2 separate regions of the Podarcis muralis genome follow, and region 1 is linked to region 2. Evidence: chromatin contacts called from public Hi-C data. All regions are on one chromosome and are shown on one strand. The core of a region is the stretch at or near the end of the contact, and the rest is flanking DNA. Distances in the headings are between cores, read along the strand shown.

Evidence for each region. A called contact is a pair of places that touch in the nucleus more often than the background predicts.
Region 1: a Hi-C map of blood shows a contact between it and region 2, with 5 times the contacts expected there. The contact joins the promoter of TBC1D7 here to the promoter of FAM8A1 in region 2. A contact is called at or near these places in 2 of 3 Hi-C or Micro-C datasets (blood and tail).

Annotation. Positions count from the first base shown.
Region 1 is chr8:61,368,978-61,375,005 of rPodMur119.hap1.1, forward strand. It overlaps TBC1D7 (TBC1 domain family member 7), which reads left to right and starts at 3,359. Exons shown (of 10, transcript XR_003707691.2): 1 at 3,359-3,487; 2 at 6,021-6,028.
Region 2 is chr8:61,209,158-61,215,921 of rPodMur119.hap1.1, forward strand. It overlaps FAM8A1 (family with sequence similarity 8 member A1), which reads left to right and starts at 1,856. Exons shown (of 5, transcript XM_028737690.2): 1 at 1,856-2,411. The coding sequence starts at 2,006.

The sequences.
Region 1 (6,028 bases), core at 2,109-4,608, 160 kb after region 2:
CCCTCAGACCATTTCCACCACACCAATCGGACACAGCACACCCTTCCTCCACTGTCCTGAAAAAAGCAATTAACCCTGATTTTATTTAATTCTTTGGTAGATTTACAAAAAGAAACACCAAGAAATAAATTTTAGAAAGGTTCCAGATTAGACGCGGATGGACAAAGTGTGTGTGTGTGTATATGATTCCTTGCGCTCTGCTCTGCTTCCCCTTTCTTCTCACCTAGAGCAGCCCTGTTCTCTGCCAGCACCTCAGGGCTGGTGCGTCACGCAAGGTTGGGCCTTGCCAACAACAGCCTTTCCTCCTTACCCTCCTCTCCAGCCGCTGCTATGAGCTGCTCAGGGAAGGAGGCCAGCAGTGGCAGCCATGTAGCGGCAACAGGATGCTCTCCCTCTGCCACCATTGCTCGGGAAAAGCGCTGGCTCATCCTCTTCCCCAAGCTTGGCAGGGAAAATAAGGACATTCTGGGATCTGATCAGAAGCCAGGATGGCTTTTTGCAATTCCAGACCTGTCCTTGGGAAATAGGGAAACTTGGAGGGTATGCAATACCCACTGGCTCTTCAGACTTTGAACGTCCAGAATTGTAAATACACCTGAAATGGGCAACTAGTTTAAGCATCACTGTAGCTGAACTCAGTAAACCACGCATCGTCTTCCCCTATGCCCTGCCAATTAATTTTTACATGCAGGTAGAAAATGTTACATCCCCGCTAGCAAATCTCGCCAGTGTGTTACAGTGGTTAGAGTGCTGGACTAGGATCTGGGTGGTCTTGGCTCAAATCCCCCCTCAGCCAGGAAGCTCACTGGGTGACCTTGAGTCAGCCACAGTCTCTCTCTGCCTGACCTACCTCACAAGGGTAGTTCCAAGGTTCCCTGGGAAGGGGGGGAATGAGTATTAAACCAATTTAAGGTTGTAATGCCTAGACGATTACAGCTCAGTGTACAGTACACATCCTATTTTTGGAACTAAAACTCATGGTATCCTTTATAGTTTAAACCTTGGGTTAACTATCTTAATGCCTTTATCTACAGTGGCACAGACATATTAGTACTGTATGTTTTCTTCATATACAACACTAAAAGCAGCTCCCATGCTGCCTACATATGAGTTAATGTTTTAGTTATGTTCTAGGAAATGGGGGTGGAGTGGGGTTAATTTTTTTGAATTGTATATTGAATTGATCTGGATGTGAACAACAGCAAAATTCAGACTGCGGAACTGCAAAAACACCCTCATTTTACACTGGAAGAGGCGGCTTCATCTTGGAGAAAGTTGCCAGAGGGGCTGTGTGGAACTAGGCCCAATTACCTAATTAGGAGCTAATTAGGAGGAGAACACTAGCCAGAAATGAGAGCAAATCCGAAGGGATTGTGTGTGATGAAGTTAACCTTGCTTCACCCTTTTATTTCTCTCTCACACACAAAAACACGTACTTGCTCTTAGTACAGAAATGAATAAAGATCTGGCCACAACAGAAGCAAACATATATATGTATGTATGTTTCTGAGCTTTTATCTTCTACCCATTATGCAGTTGTTGAAAGCTTGGGGCCTTTTCTCAAGGGGATGGGGAAATGTGGCAATACTTCTTACAGCCCAGTCCATACCCGTGTTCACTGAGAAATGAGTCCTATTGATTCCAATGTGATTAACCTGCAGGTGTGCATGTTTAAGATTGGGCTTTAGCTGCAGATTACAGGGTGTCCTTTGGGACTGAATTTCATCCACCTTTATGTCCTCTCTCTTGTCTGCAATATCTTTCTGTACCTTTTAATAACTTTCTGGATGGGTTGCCATGTTATTCTGCCACTAAGGCAGAATAATGCCTCTCTGTCAGGAACTTCTAAAATAAAAATATGAGGGTTAATTTGAGTTGTACCAGATGCAGTTTGAGTTGTACCAGATGCAACTATTTCTATGTGTACCAGGGGGACTTGCATTTATTGATTATTCCTCTCCCAAACCAGGTTTGAAAATGAGGCTAGCACTTTGTCCCCTCCTCCCTGCCCCCAGTGGGTTGTGAAATCCCTCCCCCCCAAAAAAACTCCTCAACCTATTAGATGTACATAGGCATGCCTAAGCAGCTCTTTGGGTGCCAGCCTATGAATCTTGTGACACCAATAAAACCTGTTTGTTACAGCAGGAGGAGTCCATAATGGGTTGAGCAACAGCTGCCACCCAAACATGTTCTGTTCATTGTAAACTTAAGAAATCTGATCCAAGTCTGCCACCTATTGTCTCTTTCAAGCAAAAGCCTCATAGGCTGCAAAATGAACAGAACAACCCCAGCTCTTTTTGTAACAAAAAAGAATGTGGCAGGTTTGTTTTAAAAATAAAGTAAAATGAAGACTGTGACAGGATTATTTTCTGAAATGTAATAATACATTTAAGAATAGCCAATTACTGGGCCTTTTATTTACAGGGCAATACTATTCATGTTTGCTAAGAAGTAAAGGAAAACCTATTGGGCTTATTTCCCAGGAAAGTGTTATATAGAACTGCAGCTTTAGGCATCTAAATAAGGCACCCTTGTGTCTTCGTATCCAAACTCTGGACATGGATTATAAAACATCAAGCAGCCTCCCCAAAACAGCATCTAGGCAAGACTAGGTGGGCTTCTATGGGGCAGGCATTTCATACACATTGAGAGAAGGGCCTCATACAGCCGTAGGCTTTGCCCAGCCAGCCCCGGGAAAGTTTGCTTAGGGCTGTGCTGCAGATGGTAAAATTTCAGCAGCAACGCAGCTTGTAACAGAACTGAGATCCACTTGGTATGCTGTCAGTGTGACTGGTGTCCTTATAGTTTGGGTTGCCACTTTTGCTCCTTGTGTTGCTGGACCAGTGGTATTAAGCAAAATCGGGTGGGTAGTGTTTTGGGTAGGGCAAGCGATCTGAAATCCTAATTTGCTGTCTAGAACACAGGTAAAAAGTTAAAAAGCTTTTTACTCCTTGGGAGTAAATACCATTGCACTAGGTAGGATTTACTCATAAATAAGCAGGTTTAAGCTTACATCGTGGAAATAGTAGGCCAGTAAAAGGATTAGTCAAACCGATATCCTGCAAGGTTTTCACTTTTAGTCTAGCGACTCTAGCCTTCCCCATCCTGGTGCCCTCCAGATTTTTGGGGACTACAAATTGAAGACGCCTAGGTCGGATGAGGCTGTTTTAGTCCGATGCGTTTCCAGCGCAACAAAATCCCAGCAGCAATATTACGCACGCCAAGTCGGGAATACGCGCCAATTTGCGCAGCGCTCGCGCCTCGAGGTTGGGAAAGACAAGCGGCTCTAGGGCCTCCGAGGCCGCCGCCGCCGCCGCCGCGGCTTCCTCCTCCTCCCCTTCCCCACCCCTTGGCTGGGCGGGCCGGCGGCTGCGCGGGCCGAGCCGGGCGGAGCTCCCTCGCGCCGAGTCGTCGTTGCCCCTTGGCCGGTCGCGGCGGCCCTGGCAGAGAGCGAGCTCCGCGCTGCTCACCGGCCACTTCTGCACAGGCAGGTTTGCGCGCCGGGTTGGGAGAGGCGGCCGGGCGCCCAAGCGCCCTCTCCCGCTTCACCCGCCTCGCCCCCTTTCCCTGCTTCCTTCTCCGCTTTCCTGACGATCCTCGAGCGCCGCCTCCCTCTTCTGCACCTACTTCACCGGTTCCTATAGCGGTGGCCCGGGGTTCTCCCTCCCTGTGGTGCCCAATCTGGCCGCCGCTTTTTCCAGCCCTCCTCGCGCTCTCCTCCTCCTCACGTGCATCACCCGTTCTTGTCAGCTCCCCGTTCCCACGTGCCATTTCTGGGCCGCTGCCTTCTTACCTGCTTTTCTCCCCCCACCATCGTCTATATTTTTTTCCAGCACTCCCTCATCTCCTGTAGTGTATTGACGCCCCTTACTTCCTATACTCGCAGCGTTCATTCATTCGTTTGTTTATTATATTTCCATACCACCATTTCCTTCAAGGAGCTCAAGGTGGGGGACGTGGTTCTCCCTCACCCCCATCCGCACCCAGTTTTATCTTCACAACAACTCAGTGAGGTAGGTTAGGCAGAGAGGAAAGCAGCCACTGGTCCAAGGTCACTCATGGTGAGCTTCATGGCTGAGTAGGGATTCGAACCCAGGCCTTTCAGGTCTTAGTCCAAGGCGTGCAAAATATTCTTACATTGCAGGGGGTGGGACTAGATGACCCTTGTGGTCACTTCTAGCTCTACAATTCTGTGATCCTATGATTCAGACTGTTTTGTTGCATCGTCAGGCATTTGACCCACCTAGCTCATATTCTGAGTTGCAGGGACCAGGGTTTTGGACATGGGTTTCTCCCTGCAGTACCTGGATATGCTTAGGGACTGAACCAGCGATTTTCTGCTTGCAAAGCAAGCGTTCTGCCACTGAGCCCCAGGCCACACTTTCAAACCTAAACGTCTTCTCTTGCAAATATATTATCTGGTATTGCACTGCTGCCTTCATTTGCTGCTTCCCAAGTGTTTACAAACCCATCTTCTCTCCCTCCACCTCATCCTCCAAATAGCATCTCAGTTCCTCCATTCCTCACTTTTCTATCCTGTAGCCAGAGATTCAAAAGCGTCTAGTATCTCCTTTATACTTACTTTCATGATTATTTTTTTACATATCAACCTTTTGTAGATGGATATTGGCTAAAACGTTTCTCTTCTGAGGAAATAAGGAAGATTTTAAGATGCTAGTGAGCTTTTTTGCAGTGTAGAGGAATGGCCATTTTGTATTAGATTTTTAATAAGCTTTGCCTCAGATTTGTTGAAAGCAGACATTTAAACTTGTTAACTGTTCATGTTAGCAAATTCAATAAGTAAGCTCCATGCACACAATGCACTAGACCCTTTGCCTATAAATGATTATGCCATTATGAAATTGTAAACTTACTTAAGTTGCCAGGGCACTGTACTCCCCCACCCCACCCCCAAAAAACCCCATCCAAACATTGTTAATCTTCTGGAATTTTAACATAGAGGAGATATGGCACTTTACACTCAAATGTGGGTTAGAATAGTGGAAGAATTATGGTTTGCAGATGTTTATAGCACAACAATTTGGTCTTTTAGAGAAGAGTGTTGTAGCATATGAATGGAAATAAGAACTCTCTTAGCTTCAGAAATAATAAAGTGCCCTGGGGCACCTTAAAAGACCTAGGCTGCGACACACACACACGCTCCATAAGGCTGACATAACGCTCATGTTTTGCAACTGCCTGGATGTGCTAGCTCTGTGCAGCTGCAATCCTAACCCCACTTACTTGAGAGTAAGCCCGATTGAATTCCATAGGACTTGCGTCCGAATAGATATGGTTAGGATTGCATTCTGGCACATTTATGATGGCCTGGTCCTTTGTGGACTAGGATCTGCATTACTCTAGAACCCAAAAACTTATAATAAATGAGTAGCCTTTTAAGGTGACAAAAAACTCTTTGTTTTTGCTGCAACAGATCGCTTTTGGATATGGCTGCTGTTCAGGAAGTTTCTAGCGTCAAATTATGTATTTATAAACCCACAAAAGTATTTTTATAATGCCATAACATAAAATATTAGTAAAAAAAAATAGTATTTTATTAGCTGCATTTCATACTATTGTATAGTAAAAGTAGTTAAAAACACAGCAGCACATACATTTAAAACAAAATTAAAACCATATATTGTATTAAAATTCAAGGCGATGTACAAGTTTAAAACAAAATGCAATTTACGGTAAAACAGCGCAGATAATCATTAAAGTGACTGACTGATAAAAGAATTAAACAGCTACAAAGGACTGTTGCCATGAAAGTCTTCAAGAGGCACCTGAAAATCTATTTCTAAGTATGTTTATAATATGTAAAATATTCCTGCATTGCATTGCAGTGGTCATGGAGGGGAGCTTGGACCATGAAAGGGAGCCTGAAAACTATGGGGAAGAGTGCACACTGCACTGTTGAAGCTCTGAAAGAGGAACACTGCACTTTTCATTGTTTTGTAGTCATAATACTTTATTTTTTTTTGCAAGCCATCATGATTAATTATCTGTTTTTCCCCCAGACTGAAAC
Region 2 (6,764 bases), core at 606-3,105:
GAATAAGCACTAGAATGTAAACGATTTCCAAACACTCCTCAGAAAAAATGGGAAGAGCTACAGTTTTGAAAATATGTTTGTTAAATTAAAAAAGAACAAATGATACTGTTAATTTTATCTTGAAGAGGGCTGTGACATTTATATTTTAAAAACGTGACACTATTTTAGAATTCTAAGGGCAATCATTCAAATACAGGGAGAGCTAGGGAAAACAATCACTCAGGTCTCATGTCTAATTATTCGAATATATGTGAATACTCACAATCAAGTTAGAGTTAAGCACCAAGGAGTACATATGAATAAGAAATAAAAAAGTTGCTGATCCTATAAGAGGATGGCAGGTTGCTGCTGTTCATCTCTAGTATGAGGGTTACACTGGTGTGCAATTGAATTAAAATAATGTATCTGTCTTAATGTTATGCTGCAGTCACCTTTGACTGGACTTAACCGTCCAGGGGTCCTTTACCTTACTTTTACCTGCTGCAGTGGCAATATACTGTTCGAGCAAACTTTCTTCTTCAGTGTTTGTATATTAATTAATTCCACTGAAAATTCACCCAGAGGTATTCCCAATTGCACATAGGACTGCAGCTAAGTTCTAAGACTGCAAATATGCACATTTACTTGGGAGTAAGCCTCCCTGAGCTCAAGAGTAAATATTGATAGGACTAGGCAGTAAGACTTCTATGCTCAACCCGAACTACAGTTTGAAACCAAACCTAAACACATTGACTCAAAAAGGAATATCCACCCATTACTTGTGGAGGATAAGGCTGGTAGTCACAATGGCCGTATATTACTTCTAGTACCAGAGGTAGTTTGCCTCTAAGTAAAGGCTGCTGGGGGTTAGGAATGGCAGGAAGATGCTGTGCTCATATCCTGTTTGTAGGCTTCCCTGATACTTCTCCTTAGCTACTGCAAGAATGGAAAGCCAGGCTAGATAGGCCTATGTTCTTACCCAGCAGGGATCTTCTTATGTTACAGTACTATTATATTATTGCGGACTAGATTCTTAGAATGATAACACATTTGCTTTCTACACTGATTTTCCGAAGCAGCCCAAACTTGTAGCAAAAACTCTCACAATGAATGCAATACTTCACTCAAAGTCTGATCCAAAAATACTTAGAAATGAGGTCAAGCAGCTGAAGCCAGCTAAACACACGGACAAAGGATGTTACAAAATAGGTTTGGCCTTACAGCCAAGAGCTGTGCCAACTTATCCCAACACAAGGCGTTTGTTTATCTCGTTGGCTGCCAGGCAAGAGAGGATAAAGGATCCCCAGAGGGTCAGGGAGCTGGGGACAGGTTGCTTCCAAGGGATCCCTGTTTGCTTCAGATAATCTGGGCGAGTCTTCAAAACATAGTCCGGCATGGTCAGCAACGCTGTACAACTGCCTGTTGCTTTCGCTGAAAACCTTTAGTCCCCTCTTCTAGAGAACTTGAAGGAGATAAAAAAAGAGGATGTGCAAGTTGCAAGGACGCCTGGTCAAAGCTCACAGGTCAAACACGTTGCTATTCTAAGTGCACTGGTGATCCTGGGCAGCTCGGCGCCTTCTGATTCCCACCTGCAAAGGGGTATGGCAGACCGCAGGGGTTCGGGATGATAGGAAACGTCTTCCAGTGCAAGGACTTTGGCCGCCCTGCCTCTTTTCCTTATCGTACTTCTCTTTTCTCTGCTGCGGGCGGGGCGCAAGCCCAGCCCCAGAAACACCGAGCGGCGCAGCTGGGCGATACCATCTCACGTAGGGTCGTGAAGAGGCAGTGGTACGCTCCAAACCGTGCCTCTGGGCCGTCTCTCTCTCTCTCTCTCTCAGCCCCGCCTCCGCCAGTGACGTCAGAGCTACGCAGCCGGCGCCGCGAAAGTTACGCTCGGCCTGTCACGCAGATATATGTTATATATCCGGCGTACGCGGTCGGGGAGCGGGATGGCCCTGCAGCTGCGCAGTGAGGCCCGCGGGCAGTGACAGGCGCCGCGGAGAAGGCCGCGCACCGGGCCGGGGCCATGGCAGAGACCAAGGAGGTCCCAGGTGGCGGCGGCGGCCCTGAGGAAACAGGCGGCGCCCACACTGCCGCCGCCGCCGCCGCCGCCTCGGAGTCGCTGAGCGCGGGGGAGTACTCTCGGCGGGTGCACCAGTGGCTGTGGGACTCGTACTGCGGCTACCTGAGCTGGCAGAGCGGCCTGGCCGCGCTCATGGCCGGAGCCGCCGCCTCCGCCGCCCCGCCTCCCGGCGGCTACTACTACAGCCCCTTCCACTACCTCCTCGCGACCCCTCCGGCTCCCGCCGCCAGCGGCCCCGCCCCGCCGCGCGCGGCCCCGGCTTGGCAACCGCACGCGGGGAGGCACGCGCCCCTGACCCAACGGGCCGCCCCCGCCGCCAGCTCCCTGAGGGAACCCGGCCGGCCGGCAGGTGAGAGGAGTTGAGCGGGGAAGGGGCGCCGGGGCTGAAGCGGAGACAAGGGGGCGGGGGCGGCCTGAGGGTTGGGTTTCCATGGTGATGTTTACGGGACTAGGGGAAGGGAGGGAGAAGCGCTGTTTGGCCTGGGGTGGGGGCGAGGGGGCGAGAAACAACGCCTGGGTGGTGGGCTGCTCATAATAAGTGAAGGGGAGAGGCTTACGGGCAGCGTTTTGGTAAATGCTGTGGCGCCCTTTTAAAGACTTCAACAAATCCGTTGTGGCAGAAGTTTTCCTTAACGGGAGATAGATACGGAACGTGGTTCTCAGTTGTTGGGCGCACACAAACACACTTGCACAAGAGAAGGAAATGCTGTCAGCGAGGGTTTGTTTGTTATTCTTTCACCTCGCCCTTCCTCCAGCTGGAGCCCAGGGTGACTAACAACAATCTTAAAAACACAATACAGTGGTATCTCAGGTTAAGTACTTAATTCGTTCCAGAGGTCCGTTCTTAACCTGAAACTGATCTTAACCTGAAGCACCACTTTAGCTAATGGGGCCTCCTGCTGCCACCACCGTGTGGTTTCTGTTCTCATCCTGGGGCAAAGTTCTTAACCCCAGGTACTATTTCTGGGTTAGCGGAGTCTGTAACCTGAAGCGTATGTAACCCGAGGTACCACTGTACAGATTTCACAAAACCGTAATTTAAAATAAATAAAACAGAACGATAATAGTGTTTGGAATGTAATGTAGAAGGCAATAAACTCTGTTAAAATAGGTGAAGGTAAAGGGACCCCTAACCAATAGGTCCAGTTGTGACCGACTCTGGGGTTGTGGCGCTCATCTCGCTTTATTGGCCGAGGGAGCCGGCATACAGCTTCCGGGTCATGTGGCCAGCATGACTAAGCCGCTTCTGGCGAACCAGAGCAGCGCACAGAAACGCCGTTTACCTTCCCGCCGGAGCGGTACCTATTTATCTACTTGCACTTTGATGTGCTTTCGAACTGCTAGGTTGACACCTGTTTTATTCATTAAATACCTACCCCTCACCTCCGGGTGGCAACCCAGGGTGGCAAAATGTTTTAACTTTACACCTGGTTGTTGGCAATGTGGAGGGACAGGGACAACTGAATCTCAGTCAGGAGGAAATGCCATAATGTTGGGGGGGCACCACCAAGAAGTCCCTGCCTTATGCCCCTACTCCTTGGTCTTTGCCTACCAGTGGCATCATGAACAAGTTCTCCCAAGCATAGGTTGGAAGGTATTATCACCCCCCCACACACCATTTTATTTCTATACCGCCTTTCCATAGTTAAAACAATGCTCAAGGCAGCTTACAATTACCAACATAACATAACAAAAATCATAAACAATAAATAAAACACATCAAAAGGTACACAACCAAATGGAAAACAATTTCCACATAAATAAAATCTAAAACTAAAAAATACAACATTAATATCAATTACAATTTAAAATGACATAGATAAAAAATAAAAACAAATTAAAAAAGGAGCCCTCTCTGTGGAGCAGCAGCAGGCCTTTATGGAGCCTGTCAGGCCCCGCCCCAAGCCAGGTGGAGAGAGGCAGGGCAGGGCCCTTCAGGCTCCCAGCAGGTCAGTCCTGGGCAGCAGCATCTGGGGAGGTGTTCTAAAAGTACTAGTGCCAGACACCAAACCCTACATATATTAAGTAAAATAGAAACATCCCCACCCATCTTTTCCCCCCTCCACCTCTTTCCCCCTTTTCTTCCTAATGTCTTAACAAATGAAACTGATTTGTAAAAAATATTACATGGGGGGGGGGATACGGGAGAGAGACATTGCACAGACCTTTGTAAATCAAGAAAATATTTAATAAATAAAAATAAAATAAAAGTACTAGTGCCCCAGACTGTACAGGGCCTTATATGTCCATACTCTTGAACTGGGCCTTGTGCAGAGTTCTTCTTGCTACCCCATGTAAAAACATGGCAGTGGAATTCTTCACTAACTGCATCTTCTGGACTATATTGAAAAGCAGCTCCATGTAGAGTGTGTTGCAGGAATTCAACTGAGAGATGGTAGAGTGTGTGTTGGTTGGTGGTCATTGCCACCAGGCTGTCCTGGTCCACACATGGCTGCTGGTTTCCATTAAAGTGAATGGGGGACAATATGAATGCCATGAAGCTGAGCAGATGTCCCCCAATACTACTGTATGGGAGCAGTCCTTTAAGGATGACCGAGATTGTTTGTTTCAGTGCCATACCGATCTGAAGGCAAACTGAAATTAGGTTGAATAATTAATTTTATCCTGGAATGTTTGTAGTTGGCGAGCTGTCTCACACTGCTATCTTGCCCAGGAATGGGATATGTGACTGGATGGTTCAGGAAGGAATGCACTACGACTTCTAAGTGAGACATAATCCATTTCCTTGATCCGCCTAATCAAGTTCCTCCTTGCTAGATCTTAAAAGCCAAAATGGGCAAGGGTCAAGAGAGCATGTGGTGGGCCTGACATCTTCTAATGTTCTGCTGTATCCTCAGGCAACAATAACTGAAAAAAATGGCAATGCTCTAAGTACCTCTAAAGGCCTAATCAACTGTGGTATCAAGTTTGGAGCAGACATTGACTTTCGATGCGAGAATGGTCAATTTCCAAGTGGTTGGCCATTTTTTCTCCAAGGCTGTGCCTCACCAATTATTTTACTACTCATAAAAACTCTGCTGAGCAGTTCACTGAGGACAGAGTGGAGGGGGAGCTTGGAATGAAAGCAAGCCCGTCTAGAGGGGTGAGCAGCTGGGTACACTTGAGCTACCTTAGAGAGCTACCGTAAGTCGGCCAAGGGGCCCTGCTATCTTATGTAACCAGACTGGCTGATTTTTTGTTTGAGTTTACAGCTTTATTCTAACAGGACCTCCACCCTGGCCTCAGACCAGCTGAGCCTGATAAAAAGCCTAATAAATTTGTTCGTGTTTTTAAGGGGCTGCACGAGTCTTTGTTGATTTTGCTGCATTCTAAGTTCCATTGAGATGAGTGGGGTTTGCTTTCAGGAAATAGGTATAGGTTGGAATTCAACATGTCTACCCTTCTAGAAACTTTTGGTAAAGATAAGTATGGAAGGGCTTGAGTGGGGCCCTTTAGATAAGTGCATAAGAGCCTTCCTAGAGCTAATTAAGGTATTTCTTGGCCAGCAGCCGGTTTCCTACAATTGTTAGGGAGATGCCTCTGGAAAACCTACAATGTCACTCAGAAGTGCAGTTTGCGGTATGATACCATTGCATTGAAATATTTGTCATTTCTGCAGAAACACCAAGTGCATCTAATGCAGAATGTCAAGTCGTTCCCTAAAAATAAATGCAGAAGCCCAAATCTTGAAATTCCATTTTCAAGTATTGATTTTCATGTGTATTTTCAAATAAAAAAAATTTAAAGTAGGAAAAAGGGTGCTTTGCAAATCAAGTGTAAAATGTATGTTCTTCCTTACTGCCTCCCTTTTAAAGCACAAGGAAGCATCAGGACTAGTTGCAAAATACAAGTAGTGGCATAAGGATTGATCATACAGCTTTCAAACTAGCAAGCAAAGCTGCAGTAAGACCTCGTTAAAAGCAACCATTTAATAAGTGTATCTTACAGGTGAAAAAACTTCAGTATGAGAGATAAGTGATTAGTACAAGACCAGCCATGGCAGAGAATTATTTTTGATTGCAGATTTACTTTCTGTTGAGAATTAGATTACATTAACTAATTCTCATTAACTTAACTCGGAAAAAGTATATAAAGTGTATTGGTTAGATCAGCATATAATTACATCTCATTTTAAAATATGTAAATAGTAGAAATAGTAAAGTTCATTAAGAGAAGAAATAGAATTGAATATAAATAGAAAGATCATTTTTAAAATAACCATTTAACACTGTAATTGTCAATTAAACTAAACACAAGTTCTTTATTAGCACATTAGTTTCCACACATGTAATTTGAATCCCTTGATCCCTACAAATCAGCCAGATATCTACAAATAGATCCAAAGTCTACTTTCCCTCCATCCCAACCCTAGATGGTTCATGGCAAGGCCTCAGTTCTCTGTGAATAGCTCAAGTATTATTGCAGCAGACCTTGTGCCAGGATAGCATGGCATGGGAGAAGACTATCAGGCAGTCTTTTTTGTTGCTTCTCAGCACTTTGTTTTCACTTGAGAACATTGGTTCACATAGTAATGATCATATGGTGGTAAATTTCCATTAAGCTGGTGTGGTTTCCAGTTGTGTCTATGTGTTTTCGTGCATTATACATACAACTATAATATTGCATCATTTGCCATCGGTTATGTAAAGTGAAGGGACGCGGGTGGCGCTGTGGTCTAAACCACAGAGCCTAGGGCTTGCCA